Regions from separate parts of the Drosophila melanogaster genome. Here region 2 is linked to region 1. A link is a contact called in public Hi-C data. All regions are on one chromosome and are shown on one strand. Each heading gives the region's core, a stretch centred on a gene start, on an enhancer-like site or on the middle of the called end of the contact. The rest is flanking DNA. Distances are from core to core; before and after follow the strand shown. Region 1 holds the start of TH1 (TH1,). Region 2 holds the start of RhoGAPp190 (Rho GTPase activating protein p190).

Region 1 (7,415 bases), core at 2,086-4,585:
CCGATTGATAACTGCAAGAGGCTTTGAAAGGATCGCATCACGAATGTGGGGTTTCGGTTGAAATATATAAGCAACTCGGCCACCGTTTGCTACAAGTGATAACCAAATCAAATAAAATAAAATAAAAGATAAAATAATAAAATATAAATTAACTTCTGCCCACCTTGACATCCGCATTCATTAGCTGTTGCAGGCTGGACTGGGTGCAACTGACCACCAGCTCGATGCAACTATTGGCCAACTCCGGTTCCTCGGTCAGGAAGACGTGTGTGTAGATCCGCAGGAACGAGATGGAGAACAAGGTGCCAATGTGTTTCTGCATTTGTTTGGCTATCAATACCAAAACTCCCTTGCAAAGCGGATTCACGATGCAATGCGGCAGGACCATGGCAGTCAGAAGGCGATGATACTTGCAGGTGAACTCCTGAACGCACGTGAATCCCAACATTTTCGTAAGCTGCAAACAGACCGGTCAAATTTTGGGAAGTGAAGAAAAGTTCGTCTATTTACGCACCGCTCGGAGGGATCGGGTGAAGCGTACGCCATCCAAAAGATAAACGTTCAAAGCCAGGCGAACGGTGAGGTCGAGAGCATCTCGCTTGTACCAGTTCCACAGATGAATCGTCTGCAGACCCTGGCTGGCACACATCTCGGTGGCCGCCAGCACAGCTTCTTGCGCCACCAGTGAGCGAGTGTGCACCAGAAAGAAGAATGTCATTTTGAACCAGTGAAAGAGCCAGATTTCATTATCCTCCATGTGCGCAATGGCGGTCAGTACGTTGAGCATACTTCTTTGCTGCAGCACATTTTGCTCTGTCAGTGGCTTTGCTAGCATTGCTTTTATAGCAGCTAGAACAAGATTGGCTAATTGCTCCAAGAATTCTGGCGAACGCACACGCATCGCAGAGACCAGCTGGCCGATAACCTTAACGCTAACCTTTTGCAGTGCCTCCGTTTCTCTTAGCAGGCCAAGAATCACATTGGGTTCAAAGCACAGAAGGTCCAGATGCTGGGCAATACATTCAAAATCGGGATAAAACAATAAATCATTTGCTATCATTTCGAGGTTGGTGCTTGAAAAGTCTGGACATGGCAGCTGTTGCTTGCATTTTCCGAGGTAAATACCTGGCAGTTTCTTTGGCAGTGGCCTGCATTTCGGGCAGTATAGCTCAATGCGATCTTTGACTTTAAAGACACTCAATTTACCTGGCTGGGAGCAGAGCAATAGGCGTATAACTTGAGCGCGGCCACTACGATTGTTAATGGTGGGCAGAGCTTTCATCAGTTGCTCCGGCTTTATGAAACCCGATATGTACAACTGCGGAAGGTTGCTACAGAATATCTCCTGTGTCTCCTCGGATTGAAATAGCCTCATGTACTGCTGGGCATAGAAGCTTTGCATTTGGGTATGAACACTAGAAGGTGTCTCCAAGCGAATGGCGCAAAGGTAGGACAGCTTCAAATGTCGCTGAAGAATGGCCAGCAGCTGGTGTTGCGTTTGAGTCTTTAAAAAGTGCCGGATGAAGGTGATTTGCATCAAAAGGGAGCAGATTTCCAAGTGTATGTGTCTTCGGTCTGCGGAACACTTTGATTCCAGCTCAACCAGCTGCATTGAAAGGTTATTCCAATTGGTATCCGCAACCTTTATGATTTCACACTGCAGCGGTAACATGGCCAGAACTGAGGAATCGATGTGACCTTCGTGCTCAGCTATTTTATGCTGACTCTGTGACAGAATTAGTTTCTCCAGCTGCTTGAAGCCTCGTAAAATAGCAATCAGTTTCTGCCAATCCTTCGACAATACTTCTTCCTTCTTCAAGATTTCAACGAGACTTTGGGTAAGCACTTGGACCACTCCTGAGCGCATCTCAGTCTGTTTCAAGCCCATTAGCGCCAATATGGGCACCAAATGTGTGGGGTGGCAGTGCCAATGGCTTAACATAAGCTGCTGCAAGTGCACCAGTTGCTCCAATGGTACAACCGAATGCTCTAGCTGGCCTTGAATATAGGAACTTAGGGTCTCCAGCAGTCCATCGTCCAATTCAATGGCTGTCGGCAAACTAAGGATCTCGTTCAAAAGCAGGTAGCCAAGATGGTGGGCTGGACGTGCACGCATATGCAGAACTTCTAGCAGTAGCTTTGTTGTTATATTGAGCCGTTTTAGCTCCTGGCGCGTCATACATCCCATGTCCAGCCACTTGGCTACTGCCGACCACATGATTGCCGTCGCCTCCAACGTTAATTGCGCATAATGTCCAACGTCCGGATTTGTTATCCAGCTGCTGGCCGACTGTGATCGTAGGACATTGTGACAGTAATTCAAGCTGGCCAGTTTTGTGTCCATGTCGCACTCCTTGAGGATTAGCAGAGCCTGATGAAGGCTGCCCGAGAAGATGTCGCCGTGCGTGGCGTATCCAATGTGATGGGCATGCTGGAGGACCTCCAGCAGGCTCTTGGCATACATGTCGGCTTGCTCAAGGGGCACCTTGATGTCCTCGATAGCGCAGTGCGGATCGAACTCCTGCAGGCATTCCACATCGCATCGGAATATTCTTACAGTTATGGCGGGTTTTCGCTCATTACTCAATTGGCCGAGGTCCAGGGAACTTAGCTGAAGGTGCGTCTCCTCAATGGCTTCCACATAGGCCAGTACAAGGCGTTCAAAAAGCTTAGGATGATTGGAACAGCAGGAGCTCAGTATTTTCCTTTGAAGATTGATGCACTCGCTGCAGCAGAAAAACGGTGTGTCATAAGTTTGGAGTCCAATGCTTGTGGCTCATCTTACCTGCTATCTGGAGATTCACTAAGGCACTTGGCCAGCTTGTTGAGCAGCCAGAGTAGGAATGTGTCCTGGAATTTGTTGTGCAGCTCCCGCACCAACGAACAGCTTATCAGACTCGGCTCCTGGCACAATATGTCTTCTATAACGCTGTACACGCCGGAAAAGTTGCTTACGTTCCGGTTTACGTGGTTGTAAAGCAACTTCCACATATCCTTCCGTTGTGTCGACATTTTGCCAAGTTTATTTAAAACTCGCAAAAACGCGACCTTTGTTTACGAAAGCCGGCATTCGCCGCACTTGTGGCTATCGATATGTTTGGCAGCTTCTTCTTCTTTTTCTTGAATAACAGCCACGTTCCAACTGCGATTTTACATATATTAATTTAAAAAAAAATTAGTTAATATATGTTTACATTACCGCGTTTTACACTTATTGACAATTTTCTTTTTCTCCTCAAATTTAAGATTTACATTGCATAATATGAAATTAACAGAAGAGTTTGCTAAGTGTAAACGGCGCATAACCCGCGTAGGTGTGCGCGTCGTGGTTAACAATTTACAGTCACACTAAAAATGCATAGTTAATCAAAATAAGAAAAATATTTTTATGTTATTGTAAATAAGTTTTTGAGAAAAAATGGAAGTGGAATACGACGACTCTGGTTGGCAGGGCCGCGCCAAAGGACAAACCAATCCGGAGGTAATTGAGTATAGAGCGTGTACGGCGTGGCAGGCAATCCCGGCAATTTGATGACGCTACTAGATAAACCATAAAAAATAACAACTAAACATCATGTTATCCCATCCCAATCGAAGGAAACGCTTGAGGACAATCCGCAGAAGACGATACAGGAATGCCTGGAGAAGTTCCTCACACCGGACTACATCATGGAGCCGGGGATATTTACGCAGCTGAAGCGCTACTTTCAGTCGGGCGGATCTCCGGAGGAGGTTATATCGATGCTATCCGAGAACTACAAGGCGGTGGCCCAGATGGCCAACCTGCTTGCGGAATGGCTCATCCTGGCGGGCGTCAAGGTTACCGAAGTCCAGGCCATGGTGGAGAATCATCTCAAGGAAATGATTCTTAAGTCCTTCGATCCCAAGAAGGCGGACACCATATTCACGGAGGAGGGTGAGACGCCCGACTGGCTAACCGAGATGATCGACCACTATACGTGGCGCTCGCTAATCTACCGACTGGCCGAAGAATATCCCGATTGTCTAATGCTGAACTTTACAATCAAGTTGATCTCGGACGCGGGCTTCCAGAGCGAGATCACTTCCATTTCGACAGCGGCACAGCAGATTGAGGTTTTCTCGCGGGTTCTAAAGACCTCGATCGTCAAATTTCTAAACAATCCGGATGATGTGCACGGTGCCATTCAGGAGTGCGCACGAATGGTCTGCCATGGCCAGCACACTTACGTATACTCCCAGGTGCTCATCCAGGTCCTCAGCCAGGAGCAGAAGGGTGGGTTCAACATGAAGCGGCTCTCTCAGGAAATTATTAAATACGCCCTGCAGAAGTATGAAAATAACTGACGATTCCACATAGTTAGTCATAACATAAATCCTTTCTTTTGCTTCATTGTTTAGCAATCAAAATGTAACGCCTATTACAATGGCCCTGAATGGTTCGGCAGTCTATCCGCAAGCATGTCAAGCCCTAACTTCCATGCTCACCCGCAATACACTGAATCCCGCCGATATCACCGTGCTGTTTCGCAACTACTCCGGTTCCGATCCACCGCCCATCGACTTGATACGAAACCCCCAGTTTCTGGAGCTACTGGTAGACGCGCTCTTTCGTTCCGGCGTTAAAATCAATCCCGAGCACAAACCGAAGTATATGTTTCTGCTAGCCTACGCGTCCGCGGTCATCGACCAGCCGGCCAAAAAGCGACCAATGACTGAGCGCATGCTAAACAAGGAGGAGCTAAAGAGCACCATTCAGGCTATCGAAAAGGCACACACCATTTGTAATGTGGACCAGGGATCCACCGAGCTAATCGCCGAGTTGCAAACGCTGTATAATTGCATCAAGTAAGGCGACCGATGTATATCAAAAAATTATTGGTTTCCCTTAACGTAAAGATCTCTTTTAATCGTAGATATCCTGTGGTGGGAGTTGGTGTCATTCGGTGGATCGAAAACGTTGTTATGGAGCCTTCATATTTCAAGCTCTCCACAGACAGCTGTCCCACGCACTTGGCGGTACTGGATGAAGTGGCCGCCGTTCATCCCACCTTGCAGCAGCAGATCCTCTTCCTGCTCATCCGCTTATTTGAGTCCAAGCAGGATGAGCTGGAGATTCTCGTTCAATTGGAAATGAAGAAAATGATCCTGGACCGAATGGTTAACCTGCTGACGCGCGGCTGCGTTGTACCCGTTCTCAGATACATAAAGCAGTGCTGCGCCATCGAGGACACAGACATTTCGCTAATACGATACTTTGTCACCGAGGTGCTGGAGACTATCACACATCCCTACTCGCCGGAGTTCGTGCAGCTGTTCCTGCCGATGGTGGAGAACGAGGAGATCACCGGTACAATGCGCGGCGAGGGCGACAACGATCCCGTGTCCGAATTTATTGGTATGCAGCTATTCGTAGTCCATTTGTTGCCACACCTCCTGCTCACCCATGTTGCTCATCTTTTTCAGTTCACTGCAAGGCGCATTACACGACTGTATAGATTGTGACAATAGAACGTGCTTTACAGGCGACTTCCATTCAAAGACGACCTCAATTAAGCCCAATTTAAATAACATTCTTTTTGAGTAAACAATTTTTTTAAATATAATCTCTTAAGAAAAGTACCCTATTCTTCTATTAGGAAAGAAAAATTAAAAAAAAAATCCACAATGTATCTATCTAAATTTAATTATAAGCATTTTTGCCGCTAAAATTTCACTAGGCTTTGAAAAATGTTGTAAGTTCTTTATCATTTTATTATATTCCTTACGCATTTGAGCTTTCATTGTTTTAACATTTATACAAAAGCATTTAATTCAACATTGTGAACTAACATACCTACATTATTAAGCTTTCAGAAATAACAATATGTTCGAATCCATAAACAATTGTATAGATTGTAAATGTATAAACATATACTACTGATTGATACGTTATAACGAAATATATTGCAGAATAAAAATTTGACAATAACGTAGAGGTAGCAGGATAAATCATTTTGCCCAAAGATCCAATACATATTCAGATTACAACAACTGGCTACCATTAAATCCCAACTTAATGCACAAGTTACCAAAGAAACTCAAGCAAAATCGTAGTTTAATTTTATTGCAAACAATAAACATTCACACCTCATACAATTGCCTTAAATTCAGCTTGAATACGTGTTCACAATCTTGAAGCAATGATCTATCATCATTCGGTTTTCGAATGGGTATTCGGCAAAAAAAAAACTCTTAGAATGTATACAAAAAAAAAATGAAGGGCTGCAATGGAAACGACCTCAATATTTTACATTTACACATTTCGTTCGTTGAGCACGCGCTTTTGCGGCAAAAGTCACAAGACTCGGCGTCCTTCTGTCTAAAATCATGATTGGCTGTCGTCTTAGTTATAGATGATAAGCTGTATGGGCCATGTTTAAAGCACTTAAGTATGGCATCTTAATAAGTCTGTGGTTGGTTTCTGCAGCTGCGCTTGTTCTCCAAAAAAAAAAAAAAAACCAACAAAAAAATCCTACCAATCAAATTACCAAAACAAAACAAATTAAAATTTTCGAGGGCTTACACTCGGCGTGAAGGAGTCGGAGTCGAGGAACAGCTGCTGGCACACCCAACCAAGTGCGCTGATCCTCGAGAGCAAAAATGTTCACGCCTCACAAATAATGTCTTTGGCTTGCGCTTCTGAATCGAATCACATGGGAAGATCTCGTTCGTTATGTATAAATTATAAATTGCTATTTATGTATAAATTGTGTGCGTTTTAGGCGTTAGCTTTGGCTGGCAGCGTTAAGTACTATTTGTCCGGGGGAAGATGGGGCTGACTACAAATAGTTTTAGTTGCTCTTCTTAACATCTTTGCTATCGCCGTCCTTGGCCTGCCCGCGGCCCAGGATCTTGGCCAGGCTGTCCCAAATGCCGCCGAAAAAGATGGCACAGCAAAGGTTCTCCAGCGGCAGGAAGGGATCGTGGATGCCCAGCAGGATGGAAGACAGCTTAAAGTAGACCAGGAATATGACGATGCCAAAGTAAACGAGCGCATGCGGTGCCGAGATCCAGTCGGTCTTCTTGTCCAGCACAAAGATGATCGAGGCCAGCAGGGATGCCTTGGTGTAGCTGTTTTACAGAAATCAAAAATAGTCACAAATTCGGATTCGTGAAGGACTGAAGTACTCACAAGCTGGGCTGCATAAATTCCATGGCCGTTGGAGTCCATGCTCCACGAATGAGACGCTCGATCAGCTTGGTGAATCCCGCTCCGTTGCCCTTCAGCGTGCCGATGATTATCATGATTATCCAGGCATTTGGATACAGCTTGGCCGCATGTCCCACACCATCGTACACCTTTTTTGCCCGGTAGATCTCCTTCATGGCACTGGCAACGATCTTCACGGGCAGGAACTTGGCCACCTTGTAACCGATGTCAAATGGCGTGTAGA
Region 2 (7,437 bases), core at 1,255-3,754, 1.3 Mb before region 1:
TGGCTGCAGTGGCTCATACGGGAGGATGCCTTTTTCTGCAAGCGCCCCGGTACTAGCACCTCGCTGGGTGAGATGCTCCTGCTTCTGGCCATTCACTTTCACAGCAATCAGATCTCGGCCATCAGCGAGATGGTCTGCTCCACGCTGGCCATGAAGATACCCATCCGGCCGAACAGTACAAACAGAATCAAGCAGCTCTTCACACAGGACCTGTTCACGGAGCAGGTGGTGGCGCTGCATGCGGTTCGCGTACCCGTCACTCCGAATTTAAATGGCACCATACTGTGCTACCTGCCGGTGCACTGCATCCAGCAACTGCTGAAATCGAGGACATTTCTCAAGCACAAAGTGCCCATTAAGTCGTGGATCTTCAAGCAAATATGCAGTTCGGTGAGGCCAGTGCATCCTGTGATGCCGGCCCTGGTGGAGGTCTTTGTCAACACGCTGATAATACCCAATCCCACCGGAAAAGTGAATATTGATCACATGCACCGGCCCTTCACTGAGGCGGAAATTCTGCACGTGTTCCGCACATCCAAGCTCACATTCTTCGCCGAGGAGCTGCCACCGATGGCGGAAAGTCAGGAGCTCAACCAGATCGAGGTGACGTGTCCACTAACCGCCCAGCTGCTGATGATCTACTACCTCATGTTGTACGAGGATACGCGACTGATGAACCTCAGCGCTTTGGGTGGTCGCAAGCAGAAGGAGTACTCCAACAACTTCCTGGGCGGACTGCCACTGAAGTATCTGCTCCAGAAGGCGCACCACTACCACAACGACTATCTCTCGCTCTTCCATCCGCTGCTGCGTTTGATTATCTCCAACTATCCGCATCTCAGCATGGTCGATGACTGGCTGGAGGAGCACAATCTGGCCCAGGGCAATTCCACGGTGGTGGTAAGCAAGCATGAGCTCAAGCCGGAGACCCTGGATCGTGCACTGGCCGCCATCCAAACGAAACCGCATCTAGCCATCCGCGTGTTTAAGCAGCTACTCCAGATGCCCCCAGAAACGCAGGCGCAGTATGGACAACAGCTGGTGAAGCATCTGCCGATGGTGTTTGCCAAGTCGGTGCCGCGATACGTCAAGGATCTGTACAACGATATTTGGCTGCGCCTGAATGCCGTGCTGCCCACCACCCTGTGGATCATGTCGCTGCGAGCGATTACCAACGGCTCGGATACGATGGATCGACGTACCTTTGCCAACGAGAGTCTTCTGGAGCCCATGGAGGTGCTAAGGTGGGTTGCCTCGTCATTTTCGTGTGTTGTTTCCTAAAATTCTTTCGCATTCCTTTTGATCAACAGTTGTCCACGCTTCGTATTCTGTTCGCCCTATTTGCTGATGATCCTGCTGCGCATTCTGAAGGGCAGCCTAGCCGCCTCGAAGACCTATCTCAACGTGCACATGCAGATGCAGCAGAAGCAGGTGCTGGACAAGAATGGCATGATGCAGACGGATGCGATTTGGGAGGACCTAAGGACCACGCTGATTGCCTCGCAGGAGAGCGCCGCCGTGCACATTCTGCTGGAGGTGCTGGACTACATAGCCAGCAAGGCAACGGATCGGGTGTCGCATCTGGAGCTGCGTGAGATACAGGGCATCATTGGCACCTATGTGCATCAGGCATTCATTTCGGAGCCTTCGCTGGCGAAACTAGTGCACTTCCAAACGTATCCAAAGTCGGTTATTCCCATGATGGTGGCCAGTGTGCCATCGATGCACATATGCATTGATTTTGTTCACGAATTCCTCAACGTGACGGAAATGGAAAAACAGATCTTTACCATCGATCTGACCTCCCATCTGGTGCTCAACTATTCGATACCCAAGAGTCTGGGCGTCTCGAAATTCTGCCTGAATGTAATCCAGACGACGTTGTCCATGCTGACCGCATCGACCAAGTGTAGATTCCTGCGCAATGTGATGCCAGCGATGGTTCGTTTCGTGGAAACGTTTCCCATTCTGGCCGACGACTGCGTCAACATCCTGATGACCACCGGGCGCATTCTGCATTCGCAGTCATCGCTGGGCATGACCACAATGGAAATGCCACTCACCGATAGCGACAAGCTCTGCACGTATCGGGATGCCCAGCTGCACATCATCATGATCGAGGACGCGTTTAAGGCACTGGTCACGGCGGTCATGAAAAAATCGGACCTGTATTAGTTGGACTCGATCCCGCCTTGTTTTTCATAGTCGTAAGCAACCTTTCCCCACTCCGCCCCCCGGCTGATTATAATAGTGCTTGTAAAATTTATAACAACATTGACCAGAATAAATACTTATTGCAAAAACCATTTCTATATAACTAATTAATTAATTGAGTTTAAATTTGGCGCCTCAAATAAATATATAACTACGCAGCTGTTATCGGAATCTACTTTTATCGATAATATACTTTGGTTAGCGAGTACACATACCAGATATATCTATCGTTCCCGGCCATGCCACCCATACGCGTATCGGGTTATCGATAAAAACTAACAAGCATCGACATTAGTTCCAGCTCTAGTTTTTGTTGTTGTTAAATTAAAGCTCGGATGTGAATTACAATAATTGTGAGTAGCGTTCGTGCGTGCGTAATATGCGAATCGACTGGCATTCGGCATTGAGTTTTGTGTTTTGATTCCTGAATCGAGTCAGGACGTATCTGACCTGCTTTTTCAGTGTGCGTTTACGATGCTGATTCGTAATTGTCCTTTGTATACGTTGTGTACGCGCTGCTCCTCTCTCCTCTCGCTCTCCCTCTCCCGCTCTCCCTTGTCTTGAGTGTGTGCGCCTGCTGTGTGCGTGTGTGTGAGTGAGTGAGAGTTCCATGGTGGGAAAATAATTATTAAAGCAAATACAACAAATACAATTGCTTAGTATTTTGTCAAGTGACTGGCTGGAAAAGCCAAGAAGCACGGGCTTCAAGAAAAAGTGTCGCCGAGGCGGATTAAACTTGAATTCTTTGTGCGCAGCTGCAGGTAATTGTTCACACACACAGAACCCACGCACACACACGCAGCCAGCGAGCACGCAGAGAGAGCGAGATGCCCCGCTGCTGGGAGTGTGTGCGCCAGAGCGGGATGGCTAGGCGGATGCGGCAACAGTGTTTTTCTTTTCTGCAACAAATCTTAAAATTCGTTTCCAAAAATTGTATGGTGTTTTGTCTCTCGTCTTTGCGCTCTGCCGCTCCCGCCGCGCCCGTTTGTGTTTTTGTAATTGTACCGTTGCACATGCACTTGCAGTACTCTCTCTTCTCCTCCCCTTCCTCCTTTCTTTTTGCCTTTGTCGTTGTTGTTATCACTGGATCGTTGCTCTCCGTTTCTTGCGCTGTGGCTGTTGTTGTTGTTAGTTGTTAGTTGTTGTTGTGCAGCGCGGAGAATGTACAGGAAATCTGTTGCAGATCCAATTTCGCTTCTGCGCTGCACTTGCCCAGCATGTGTGTGTGTGTGTTTGCGGTGGTTTGTACGCCGGAAAAACTCAATTAAAGGCCAGTGGGGAATTTATTATTTCCACTCTCATTGAAACGCACAACCACACACACCCACATTGTTGCACTCCCACTCGAGGATAACAGCAACAAATTGGAGTGCACTAGCAACAGCAACAACAAACACATTCACATCCGAATCCACCCACGCGCTCTCTCTACTTTCCACTCTCAGTCGCTCGTGCTCGCTCACTCTGACTCTGATTCTCTCTCTTTAGAGAGTTGCGCCGTGTCGTTTGCAGCACCAAAAGAAGCGCTGCGACAGAACAACCGCCGCAGTCAGGACGGAAAAAGGATTTGTTGCAGACTGACTTTCCCTACTTGCCGAAAATGTTGTATAAAAACTAGCCATATAAATAAATACAAAGATCAAACTAGCAACCCAAAAGAAAGCAGGTAAAAAAGAGCCCTGTGCATTTTTTGTGAAATCGCGATTCGCGTATATTATTCGCTGGCCAAAAATCACATGGAATGAATTTTCGGGCAGCGCCGGCATAAGAAAATCGCTTGCGCGTTTTTCTTCTCCGTTTCTTTTTTTTTTTTTGTCACATCGCAGCAGCCAATCTCTCGCTCTCGCTCTCTCGTGTTTTTGGACCCCCAATCCGTGGATGTATCCGTAACTGCGTAGTTGTAGCCAAAAGGAACTCATGACAAAGTCCTAGACTGGCGAAAAGTGTGCGGAAATGTGAAGGTCCTGCGGCCAATTGGAGCAGACGGCGCGGAGGACACGGGGCGATTCTCCAACTCGAAGGTTATCTTGGATAATAGTCATCGGCTGGCATCGCAAGCCAGCCATTTGCCGTGAAAAAGTGACCAGAAATCGACGGTTTTCCATTCCGTGTGTGTCCGGAGAAACTGAGAGGTTATCCCTGAATATCCAAAGATATCCATAAGCTGACGTTTTCACGAAAACACATTTGTATATATCGAGCCGAGCCAAGGTCTATTCTACGCTATTTTTCTTTCGTATATCCCTATAATAAGGAATATATCTTTATGTGAAATCCTGAAAAGCATATTATCCATATGCATATTATCCTTTTCATACAACGTTAACAGGTTATCTCCTGTGATATTTTAAAATATTACCTTAACAACCGATTGAATGAATCAATTTGCGATGGATACAATGTTACAACATTGTGTCATGTTGATAGGCATGTGAGGAAAAGCGCCAGTAGATAACACCTTATCGATATGATAAGGCACAATCATACATTTGAACGAAAACACCTGCAGAATACCAAATCCGGAATTACCTATTCCATAACACTTTTAGCATTTATCTGCGAGTCTATAAGCCAGGTATCTAATTCTCTCCTTCGACTTTTGAATCCTTGCAGGAACGTCAAGATGCGTCAGTTTAACATCTCGGTCATTGGACTATCCGGGACCGAAAAGGACCGCGGGCAGGTGGGAGTGGGCAAGTCATGCCTGTGCAACAGATTCATGCGCCCGATGGCCGACGACTACTTCATCGATCACATATCAGTGCTTAGCCAAAGCGACTTTAGTGGCCGGATCGTGAACAACGACCACTTCCTTTACTGGGGCGATGTGCGCAAGACGACGGAGGAGGGCGTCGAGTACCAGTTTAATATCATCGAGCAGACGGAGTTCATGGACGACTCCACGTTCCAAGCCTTTAAGGTGGGAAAGATGGATCCATACTCAAAGCGGTGCACGGCCACCAAGGTCTTCTCCGCGGAGAAGCTAATGTACATATGCAAGAATCAGTTGGGCATCGAGAAGGAGTACGAACAGAAAGTCATGCCCGATGGCCGGCTCAGTATCGATGGCTTTGTTGTCGTCTTCGACGTTAGTCCAGTGCCCAATCGCAGTGTGGAGAAGCAGGTGGAGTTCGTGCAGAATGTCATCGCAACCATACTAAAGAACAAGAAGCCACTGGTGCTGGTGACCACAAAGAACGACGACGCTTATGAGTTGTATGTTCGAGAGGCGGAGAAAATTAGCCAGCGAAAGGACTACAAGAGCACTGTGCAGCTAATCGAGACGTCGGCCCACGAGAGCATCAACATCGATTTGGCATTCCTCCTGCTCGCCCAGATGATCGACAAGGTTAAGAACCGTGTCAAGATCATCTCCTACCAGGAGTCGGCCAAGTCACGCAAAGAACTGCTGGACACACGATCCGAGGCGGTGACGCGACTAATACGCAACCAGATCACCGACTATCACGTCCTGTGGTCGCAGGGCTCCAAGATGCTGTCACAGTATCGCGAGTGGAACGAGTTCCTCAACATATTCGGCCACGAGGCCGGCCAAAAGCTATTCCGGCGGCACATGAAGAAGCTGCGCGACGATCATCTGAACAAAAAACTGCATCAGTACTTGGATAAGTTTGCCCTGGCCCTGGAGTACCTGCTGCCGGACATCGGGGCTTTGAATATCAGCGATGACGATGCTTGGGAGTGCGCCAGGAACTATCTGCAGAATCACATCGAGTTCGAGCAGTACTTCTTCGAGTGCCCGCAGGCCTCGTGGACGGAGCTGGTGGACATGGACGAGGCGGAGGATGAGGCCCGCATTCCCTTTGATGTGCTAGAGACTTCCGAGGCAGAGACTGTCTTCCGTAACTACTTGAACTCGGTGCAGCAGGACAAGAAAAAAATTGGGTGAGTTCAGACCAAACGTGTAATTTCATTAAGGCATTTTACAAATGTAATGTATTTTACTGTAATTACTGTATTCATTGATTCATTGAACTCTCAGTTATATATAAAACCTTTCTATACCATTATATAATCATCCATAGATGGAAGCAGCAATTCAAAATGCTACTTGAGGAGTCGGGCTTTGTGACGCCCGGCAAGCAGCTGTCGGAGGTGCGCGTCCTCTTCATGGGACGCGAATGCTTTGAGGCGCTTTCGGAGCACGACTGCCAGCAGATCTACGACATTCACCAGGACGACATCATTGAAAAGAGCAAACAGAATTTTGTGGAGCTGCTGCTGGAACATGCTCAATATTTTCTACAGTTCAAGAACGTTGACAACATCACTCAGGAAGATGTGCGCCAGATAACCGATGTCATACAGGAGGATTCACGCTACAAGATGCTCGATCGCTTGGACCAGGAGCGGCGGTTGATGCTTGTCCAGCACCTGCGCTTCATCCACTGCCCCATCCGCGATCACTGCCCATTCTTTTACAACTGTGTGGATAGCCTGATTGAGGAGGTGTTGTCCGACAAGTCGGCCAGCAACCACAAGACGCCCAGCGGCGGTGGCTGGAAGAGTTCCGGCAGCGGCAGTGACCGCACGCTCAATCTTCTGATCGTGGGCTCCGAGCACCTGGCCAGCGATCTGCTCAACGACATCCGCATATGTACCGGTAGCAAGGGCGAGTACATCTACGAGAACCAGACGTATTATCTCAATTACCGAATCGCCAACGGCGACATGGAGGCCTTCAAGGCCATAGATGTCTACTCGAGTGGTAGGTTTTGGGTTTCATAGAATCTCAAATAGGGGCTGGCACCTTTTAATAAGTAAAGCTCACTCAAGTAATTGCACTTAATTGGCCTGCTGCTCAATATGCTCCCAAGATATAGTAGTTAGCTAATTAACGGACTAACGAATTTCTATTGCTGGCATATGATATCATATTGCTTACTCACAGCCTTTAGATTTTGAATTACTTATTGCTTACTGATGATTGTTTTTGCTTAATGGAAAAAGATTGACATACCTGCCATATGACACAAAGAAATGTGTTAATCGTCCCAAGTACTGAAACTAAGAAATTTCGATTCTTTGCAGGTCTTATTTGCGTGTACTCCAATCAGCAATCTTTTGAGACGCTCAAGGATAACTTGGAGCGCACGTTGCTCTGCAACCTGGAGCTGGAGGACAAGTTCGAGAATCTGCCGATCGTGCTGGTTTACCAGCCACAGGATCTCAAGGAGAACGAGGTGGAATACTTGCGCAACG

The links. A called contact is a pair of places that touch in the nucleus more often than the background predicts.
Region 2: a contact with region 1 is called in a Hi-C map of the Kc167 cell line, with 2.2 times the contacts expected there. The contact joins the promoter of RhoGAPp190 here to the promoter of TH1 in region 1. A contact is called at or near these places in 3 of 107 Hi-C or Micro-C datasets (the Kc167 cell line, embryo and larval brain).

Annotation. Positions count from the first base shown.
Region 1 is chrX:16,387,358-16,394,772 of dm6, reverse strand. TH1 (TH1,) reads left to right here and starts at 3,335. Exons shown (of 5, transcript NM_132895.3): 1 at 3,335-3,481; 2 at 3,598-4,310; 3 at 4,381-4,827; 4 at 4,896-5,377; 5 at 5,446-5,953. The coding sequence starts at 3,419. The coding sequence ends at 5,477. mei-41 (meiotic 41) reads right to left here and starts at 3,075. Exons shown (of 5, transcript NM_078645.3): 1 at 2,786-3,075; 2 at 515-2,726; 3 at 164-457; 4 at 1-89. The coding sequence starts at 3,012. CG4239 reads right to left here. Exons shown (of 4, transcript NM_167515.2): 3 at 7,154-7,415; 4 at 6,071-7,092. The coding sequence ends at 6,813.
Region 2 is chrX:17,647,629-17,655,065 of dm6, reverse strand. RhoGAPp190 (Rho GTPase activating protein p190) reads left to right here and starts at 2,504. Exons shown (of 14, transcript NM_167573.2): 1 at 2,504-2,975; 2 at 4,828-6,120; 3 at 6,261-6,943; 4 at 7,267-7,437. The coding sequence starts at 4,838. It overlaps IntS2 (Integrator 2), which reads left to right. Exons shown (of 3, transcript NM_133004.2): 2 at 1-1,244; 3 at 1,311-2,305. The coding sequence ends at 2,175.